Regions from separate parts of the Rattus norvegicus genome. Here region 1 is linked to region 2. Evidence: chromatin contacts called from public Hi-C data. All regions are on one chromosome and are shown on one strand. Each heading gives the region's core, a stretch centred on a gene start, on an enhancer-like site or on the middle of the called end of the contact. The rest is flanking DNA. Distances are from core to core; before and after follow the strand shown. Region 1 overlaps Copz2 (COPI coat complex subunit zeta 2). Region 2 holds the start of Cbx1 (chromobox 1).

Evidence for each region. A called contact is a pair of places that touch in the nucleus more often than the background predicts.
Region 1: a Hi-C map of the A7r5 cell line shows a contact between it and region 2, with 6 times the contacts expected there. The contact joins the enhancer-like site here to the promoter of Cbx1 in region 2. A contact is called at or near these places in 6 of 12 Hi-C or Micro-C datasets (the A7r5 cell line, the Rat2 cell line, frontal cortex and 2 more).

Annotation. Positions count from the first base shown.
Region 1 is chr10:82,340,235-82,343,850 of GRCr8, reverse strand. Copz2 (COPI coat complex subunit zeta 2) reads right to left here. Exons shown (of 9, transcript NM_001108294.1): 9 at 1,892-2,219. The coding sequence ends at 2,172. Among named protein-coding and RNA genes, the nearest start is that of Mir152, 13 kb to the right of the region's middle. Within about 2 kb of position 1,525, at least 44 of the 93 cell types and tissues checked have an H3K27ac peak or open chromatin away from gene starts, as enhancers often do. A contact at or near this core is called in the A7r5 cell line, where this site is marked.
Region 2 is chr10:82,264,899-82,268,248 of GRCr8, reverse strand. It overlaps Cbx1 (chromobox 1), which reads right to left and starts at 1,487. Exons shown (of 5, transcript NM_001398806.1): 1 at 1,267-1,487.

The DNA of each region.
Region 1 (3,616 bases), core at 276-2,775, 76 kb before region 2:
GATTCTCCAGCTTCTACCTCTCGAGAGACCAGATTATAGGCTTGTATGTTCCACACCCTCTGGGACCAAGTGTGAGTAAGAAATTCAGATATTGTAGGATAATGAGGAGGTTACTGTCTACAGAGCAGAAGCTGCCACACATAACTTGAGACTTTTAGGGCCTCAGTGTACTCCTTAATAAAAAGCAGACAGCAACCTATAGTTCGAAGAGTTGAGTGAGTCAGCTCTTCGTGAAGCTCCTAGCTTCTGCCTGGTGCTTCCCATTCCTATCCTCGCACAACTGAAATTGCAGGACCAAGCCAAGTCAGGAGGGGTTGCCAGGAAGCAGTTTACTCCTCCAGGCCTTGGCGCCATCCTAGGGAACATGGATGGAGCCAAGCTCTAAGGGTGGCCGAATATTTGAGCAGTATTTCCAAAGAACTTCCCATCACCACACAGGCCCCCTAATTCCACAATTTTATTGTGCCCTCTTTCCTCTCTCCCAGGGTTTTCTTTTTGCAACTGGGGGCTGTGTGCACAGCGACTCTGGAAAGACACTATAGTAAGCGTTTACAATGAGTAGATTTGCATCCCCGTATCTTCGCCAAGTTCTCTAATTACAGACGTAGTCAAATTCGGTATAAATATCTGGTCTGTTTTGTTTTGTTTTTAGGTAGTGTCTCACGCAACCTAGGCTGGTCTCCCACGCTCACGGCCTGGAAATGGCAACGACGGAGATAGGCTTTTATTAAGATCCAAGGCTCACCACTATTTTATTACAGCGGCTACCAAAAAGCTCTGAGTTGAGAGAGAAGTCACGGGAAGTCACGCGTGATGGTTGCTAAGGCAACGTACAGGCGCTGGTGTCAGAGATCAGGGAGAAACACCCGGAAGAGGGTCCGTTCCATCTCAGGGGCGGAGTTAATTAAGGCCTAGGACCCGGAGGCGTGCCCGTAGCATCCTCCAGGTGGCGCTGTAGGACCACGGATGCGGTGCGGGGGCGGAGCTTCCTGCTTCCCGACGTTCCTGTGGGGGGCGGGGGGCGGGGCGGGGCGGGGCGGGGCGGGGCGGGGCGTGGGAGCCAGCTGCTGAAAACTTCAAGGTATCCAAGAGGATGACACCCCACGCTGCTGTAAAAGAATCCGCGGCGTGGAGACGCCGAAAGCGTACGGGTCACAGAAAAACCGGGGGAAAGTTCAGAGACTGGGACTAGGATAGGAAGCGGGGATCGGGATGCTCAGAAAGTTTATTCATCTCCATCCTTGAGGTTTGTCGCCATGAATCTCCTCCGATGGTCGCCTCTCTGGCTACCCCTGTCCATCCCTCCCCCGACCCCCATCCTTCGCAGCTTCGTAGATACGCGGATGCTCTGCCCACACTCACAGTGGGCACCATTCGGTGCCTCCTCGCCCCCAGATAGCCAGCAAATTATAGGGCTCTACTGCCCAGGACCTGAGCCAAAATAAGAATTCCGCGGTCCCAGGCACGCCAAGGAAAATAGCTAAACAGTTCCTCGGTTTGTCAAAGTTAGCCTGACTCCCTTCCTTTCTGGAGGCTAGAAATGGAAAAAATGACTCAAGGAATCCTAGTGGAGCCTCCCTGTGGGTACTGTACACACAAAACGGGGAAGCCATCTTCGCTTCCCTTTTTCCTGGAAGAATATTATTATTCCTGTCATTGTTACCATGCCTCACCATCGTCTTTAACCGTTCAACCAAGCATGGAAACACCAGGCTATCAGTGTTGCACCCCTCCTTGTGTTAAATACATCCCTTTCCCTTGACCTATTCCAACGCCATTCACAGGTAACACACACACACACACACACACACACACACACACACACACACACATACACACACACACACACACACACGCTTACACACTCACTCCAAAGTCAAGAAAGGCAGTCTTTGGGGAAAAATTGGAAGTTTATTAAGTCCTAGGACTGAGATGTCAGAGGTCCAAGGGGAGGCAATTTTGCTGGTTCCCATGACCCCAGGGGCAGGCCGGGACGCTGAGCAAGGATGACAGAACTGGGGCCAAGCTTTTGGGTCTCAGAATCCCTGGCACGAGGCCTCAGGGAGAGAGGCCGGAGAAGGCAGGGTGGTCTCTCTTGCCTCTTGACATTTTGGGGCTTACGCAGGGACCGGCAAAGGTTCTCTGGGAAAGGAGCCTTGACTCCAAGGTCTTCATTTCAATAACGACCACTTAATTTGTTCCTTGGCTGACTGAAGAACCTGAGGTGAGAGATGTGAGAAATATTTGAAAAATATCAGTGATGCTTTATTGGAGGTCGACCAGGGCGCCTCCCGAGCCCCGGCCACTAGGTGGCAGCAGCTTGCCTCTTCTCAGTTTAAATGAGCCGAGGCTTTGGAGGATAGGGCCGGTCTAGAGGGCTTCTTCCAAACCCTAGCTGGCTACCTCCCAACTATGGGTGAGGCGGTGGCCCCTGCGTCCCCCAAGCCATATCAGGCCACAGTAGTGCCTCCTCACCGCGCCATCAAGCAAGCAGAGACTCGATCCAGGCAGGCTCAACCACGCCTGTGCTCAGATACTTGACACCTTAACAAACCCGTGGCTTTGATCGGGTGTGTTTTCAGCACCCCATCCCATTTGCTGATGTGGCAAAGCTGTCAGGTGTATCTGCCCCTACTGCCAAGAAAAACCTTCTCAGCCCAGCGTGTGCCCATACCTGTGCCACTGTGCACACAAGATGCGAACACATCAGGGACCACGGGACACTCAGACTGCCTCTCTGTGCATTAAGCCTCCCCCAAATTGTACACCCCACACTGTGTATCTCCCTTCTTGCTGGGAACAGCGAAGTTCCTGAATCTCTCCTAGGGAAGTCCTTTCTCCGCATTCCATTTTGTGTTCCTACTATAACCTTCGTGCTTATTTAAGATCTCCACTAACACTCAGACTTGTTGCCTATAAATCTCCTGGGAGTATGAGGCAGGAGGATAATGACTCCGAGGCCAGCCTGGTCTACAAACAAGACCCTAGTTGTCTTTATTCTCTGCTTATTTAGAAAAATAGGAATTGTTTCCTGAGTATGTATAACTTAACTTTTAGGCTCTTTTTTTTTTTTAAAGATTTATTCATTTATTATATATAAGTACACTGTAGCTGTTTTCAGACACACCAGAAGAGGGCATCAGATCTCTTTACAGATGATTGTGAGCCACCAAGTGGTTGCTGGGAATTGAACTCATGACCTCTGGAAGAGCAGTTGGGGCTCTTAACCACTGAGCCATCTCTCCAACCCTTTTTTTTTTTTTTTTTTTTTAAAGATTTATTATGTATACAGCGTTCCACCTGCATGTACACGTGCAGGCCAGAAGAGGGCATCAGATCCCATTACAGATGGTTGTGAGCCACCATGTGGTTGCTGGGAATTGAACTCATGACCTCTGGAAGAGCAGGCAGTGCTCTTAACCACTGAGCCATTTCTCCAGCCCCAACTTTTAGGCTCTTATCATAGAATAAATCATAGAACCATCTACACCATCTAGTTCTTTAAGCAAAACAATTTTACATTTATTTATTTAGTGTCTGTGTGTGTGTGTGTGTGTGTGTGTGTGTGTGTGTGTGTGTGTAGAGTGTGAATGCCGTGGTGCACACATGGAGGCAA
Region 2 (3,350 bases), core at 238-2,737:
TTTTTTTTTTTTTTGGTTCTTTTTTTTTCGGAGCTGGGGACCGAACCCAGGGCCTTGCGCTTCCTAGGTAAGCGCTCTACCACTGAGCTAAATCCCCAGCCCCGAGTTCCATATTTCATATACTGTGTTTCAGTATAAAACTATTTTCGATGCCTGTGGGCATGCAGGACCTGCTTTCTTTGGTCCCTGCCATACCCCACTTGTCAATCAGAGGACAATTTTGTGAAGTCAACTCTTTCTTTCCACCTTTACCTGGATCCTAAGAGTTAAATTGAGGCTTACACAGCAAGAACCTTTTTTATCTGATGAGTCTTGCCTCATACAGCCTCCCTACTCACAATAAAGACCTATTAAAGGCAGAAAGTGGCCTTTTCACCCTTGACTCCTCTGGTAGCCAAGGAAGGCCTTAAATTTCCGATCCACCGGTTTCCAGCTCCCAAGTGCTAAGATTACAGGTACAGGCCATCACACCCAGCCTAATTTATGGGATACTGGGGATTGAATCCAGGGGTTTGCGGCAGGGTAGGCAAACATTCTACCAACTAAGCTACACACCCCCAAGTACCCCTTTTTTCTTCCACATTTGACATGGACACGTTAGACTTCTACCCTACTTACCCCAGCAACTCCACTTTTAGACAAGGTCAAGAAAATGTCTGACCCTTCACCCCAAGACAGGTTCAACAAATCTCTTCCCCGTTAGCACACCCGGAGCAGCCCACGTCCAATTTTACTGGAAATTACTTTTTCATAACTCTGGCAAGAGAAATTTCTCTGATAGTGGCAATTGAACCCAATATCCTCAGGTTTCTTTTTCTTTCCTCCAAGTGCTAAGGGGATTGCCCGCGATTGCCACCGTGTCCACTCTCTCAGGTTACACTTCTAAACCTTTAGTGTACGAAGTCGTGATCCTTGCCACGCACACCCAAAGTACCAAGCCTGTCTCCTTATGGACGTCCCAAAGTTTTCTTCCTTCTCCCGCCCAACTCCAGAGTTGCTGAGCCGGGTCAAACGCTCCTCGTCTAGTTCTTGAAAAGCTAACCCTCCGATGGCTCCGCTCCTCAGGAACCACTCCGCGCCCGGACTCTGGATTCACTGCCCCGCCCTCTCCACGCTCCCGCAGACCGCGAGCTCTGCGCGGGAAACCGACCGGTCGGGCGCTGGGCCGCGTCCCCAGCTCCTGTCTCCACTCTTCCGTTAGCGGCCCGCGCTCGCCCGCGGCCTCCCGCCGTCGCTCCCCCTCCCGCTTCCAGCCCGCCTCTTCACCTCGTAGCAGCGCCCGACAGTCCGAGAGGAATCGGTGTCGCGCTTCTTGCGCGTTGCGTCAGGCGGTCCCAGGGAGTAGCACCCAGAGGAGCAAACAGCCGTGTGGCCTCAAGTCGGTCGTCCAGATGAAGCGGCGTACCGCAGGCCCGGCCAACGGCCCTCCCCTCAGCCGAACAAAAGAGATTCTCACTCTGCGCGGCCCGCCGCCTGCACTGCGCAGACGCGACGACCCGCCGCAGGGCAACTTGGGATTCAGAGTCGGCCCGAAACTACAAATCCCAGAGTGCCGCGAATCCCGCGCCGCCCACCTCCACTTTCAGGAGTTGTAGAGTTTTCTTTGTAGTTTCTTTTTTTTAACTTTCTGGAAAGGCGAAGTCGACTGTTTTGAACACATAACTCTACAGCCTAGAAAATTACTGGGTAATGGTGGGGTTTGTTTGTTTAATAACAGGGTACGTAGCCCAGCTGGCTTCGGAAGTTGTGGCCTTTCAATTGCTTCAAACCTCAGAGTGCTGGATTTCAGGGGCATGCTAGTACTCCTTGCTCAGTCTACAAAATTAGGACACGGGGGTTTGGAAACTAACACGTTGATGTTTGGTCACTCTGCACTTAAAAGAAAAATCTTATCATATTCGTTACCTGAGATTTATCAAATCTCCACCTTCAATAATGTCCAGCAAGCTTATCTATTATTGCCACCTAGAAGAGGTTCCTACCTCACAGTTTGAATCAGTATTCCGTTCAGAAAGTTAAACCTCTAGGTAGACACCATCGCCACTTTCTTAATTTTCTTTTTTTCTCTCCCCCTCCTTTTTTCTTGTTTCACTTTAGTTGTTTTTGTTGAGTGGACAGGGTCTCAAGGAAGCACTTAAACGCCTGATCTTCCTGCTTCCACTTCCCAAATGCGGAGATTACAGACATGTGCCACCACATGCAAAACTTTCCCTTTGTTGTCCTTGCCAGTGGGCGACTTTCATGGTGATTTCTTCATCTCCATGAACAAACTTTATCAAACTAGAGAAACAGAACTAAGCAAAAGGCACGACTGTCATTCTTTAACAAGTGCACTAGTTGTGATTCAGGTAGGTTGCTGCTGCTAATTGTTGGGCTGGGAACTCCAGTAAGGACAGAAGACTCATTGTATCCGCCACACTCAGTAAAGTCCTGTGCTTATTGCTAGCATGCATACGGTCATGCTTTGACTCTCAGTATTTATTGGTAAAAATTCATTGATAGTCGGTTTAAGTGAATATATGAGATGTCCAACAGATAATAGAACTGATCAAATTTTCCAAGACCTCTTGTACTAGTACTCAGGATTAAGGCAGGAGGATTGTTGTGAGTTTAAGAGAGGCTTAGGCTATGTAAGGAGTACCAGGCCAGCCTAGGTTATAGAATGAGAGCATGTCTCAAAAAACCAAAACAAGGACAACTTTCCTGTTCAAAAAACTTAAGACAAAAGAAAAAGAGAGATTAGCTTCACAATATCATACAAAAATCAGTCAAAAGAGTCTGATTCTTCCTGAAAATACTTGGGTCAAGCCTCCAAAACCAGGCGGCAACCCATGCATTCTGGATAACTTTAATAGTGACAATACTAGGGGCTGGAGAGATGGCTCAGTGGTTAAGAGCACTGACTGCTCTTCCAGAGGTCCTGAGTTCAATTCCCAGCAACCACATGGTTACTCACAACCATCCGTAATGGGATCTGATGCCCTCTTCCGGTGTGTGTCTGAAGACAGCTATAATGTACTCATATATAATAAATAAATAAATCTTTAAAAAAAACTTAGTTTTGTTCTATCTTGTATTGGTGTTGGGCATCAAATCCAGTGCCTTGTATATGATAAGGGCACTTTATAGTCCTGGAGAGGTGGTTTAAAAGTTAAGGCTCTTGCTGCTCAGATCAAAGTTCTGTTTCCAGCACCCATGTGGTTCACAACCTCCTGTAACTCCAGTTCCAGAGAACCCAACTCCTTCAGATCTCAGCTACGCACACATACACTCAGGCACACAACTCTTTACTACTGAGCTATTCTTCAAGCTCAAGACATTATTATTGAGGTCCTATTCCACTGCCAGGA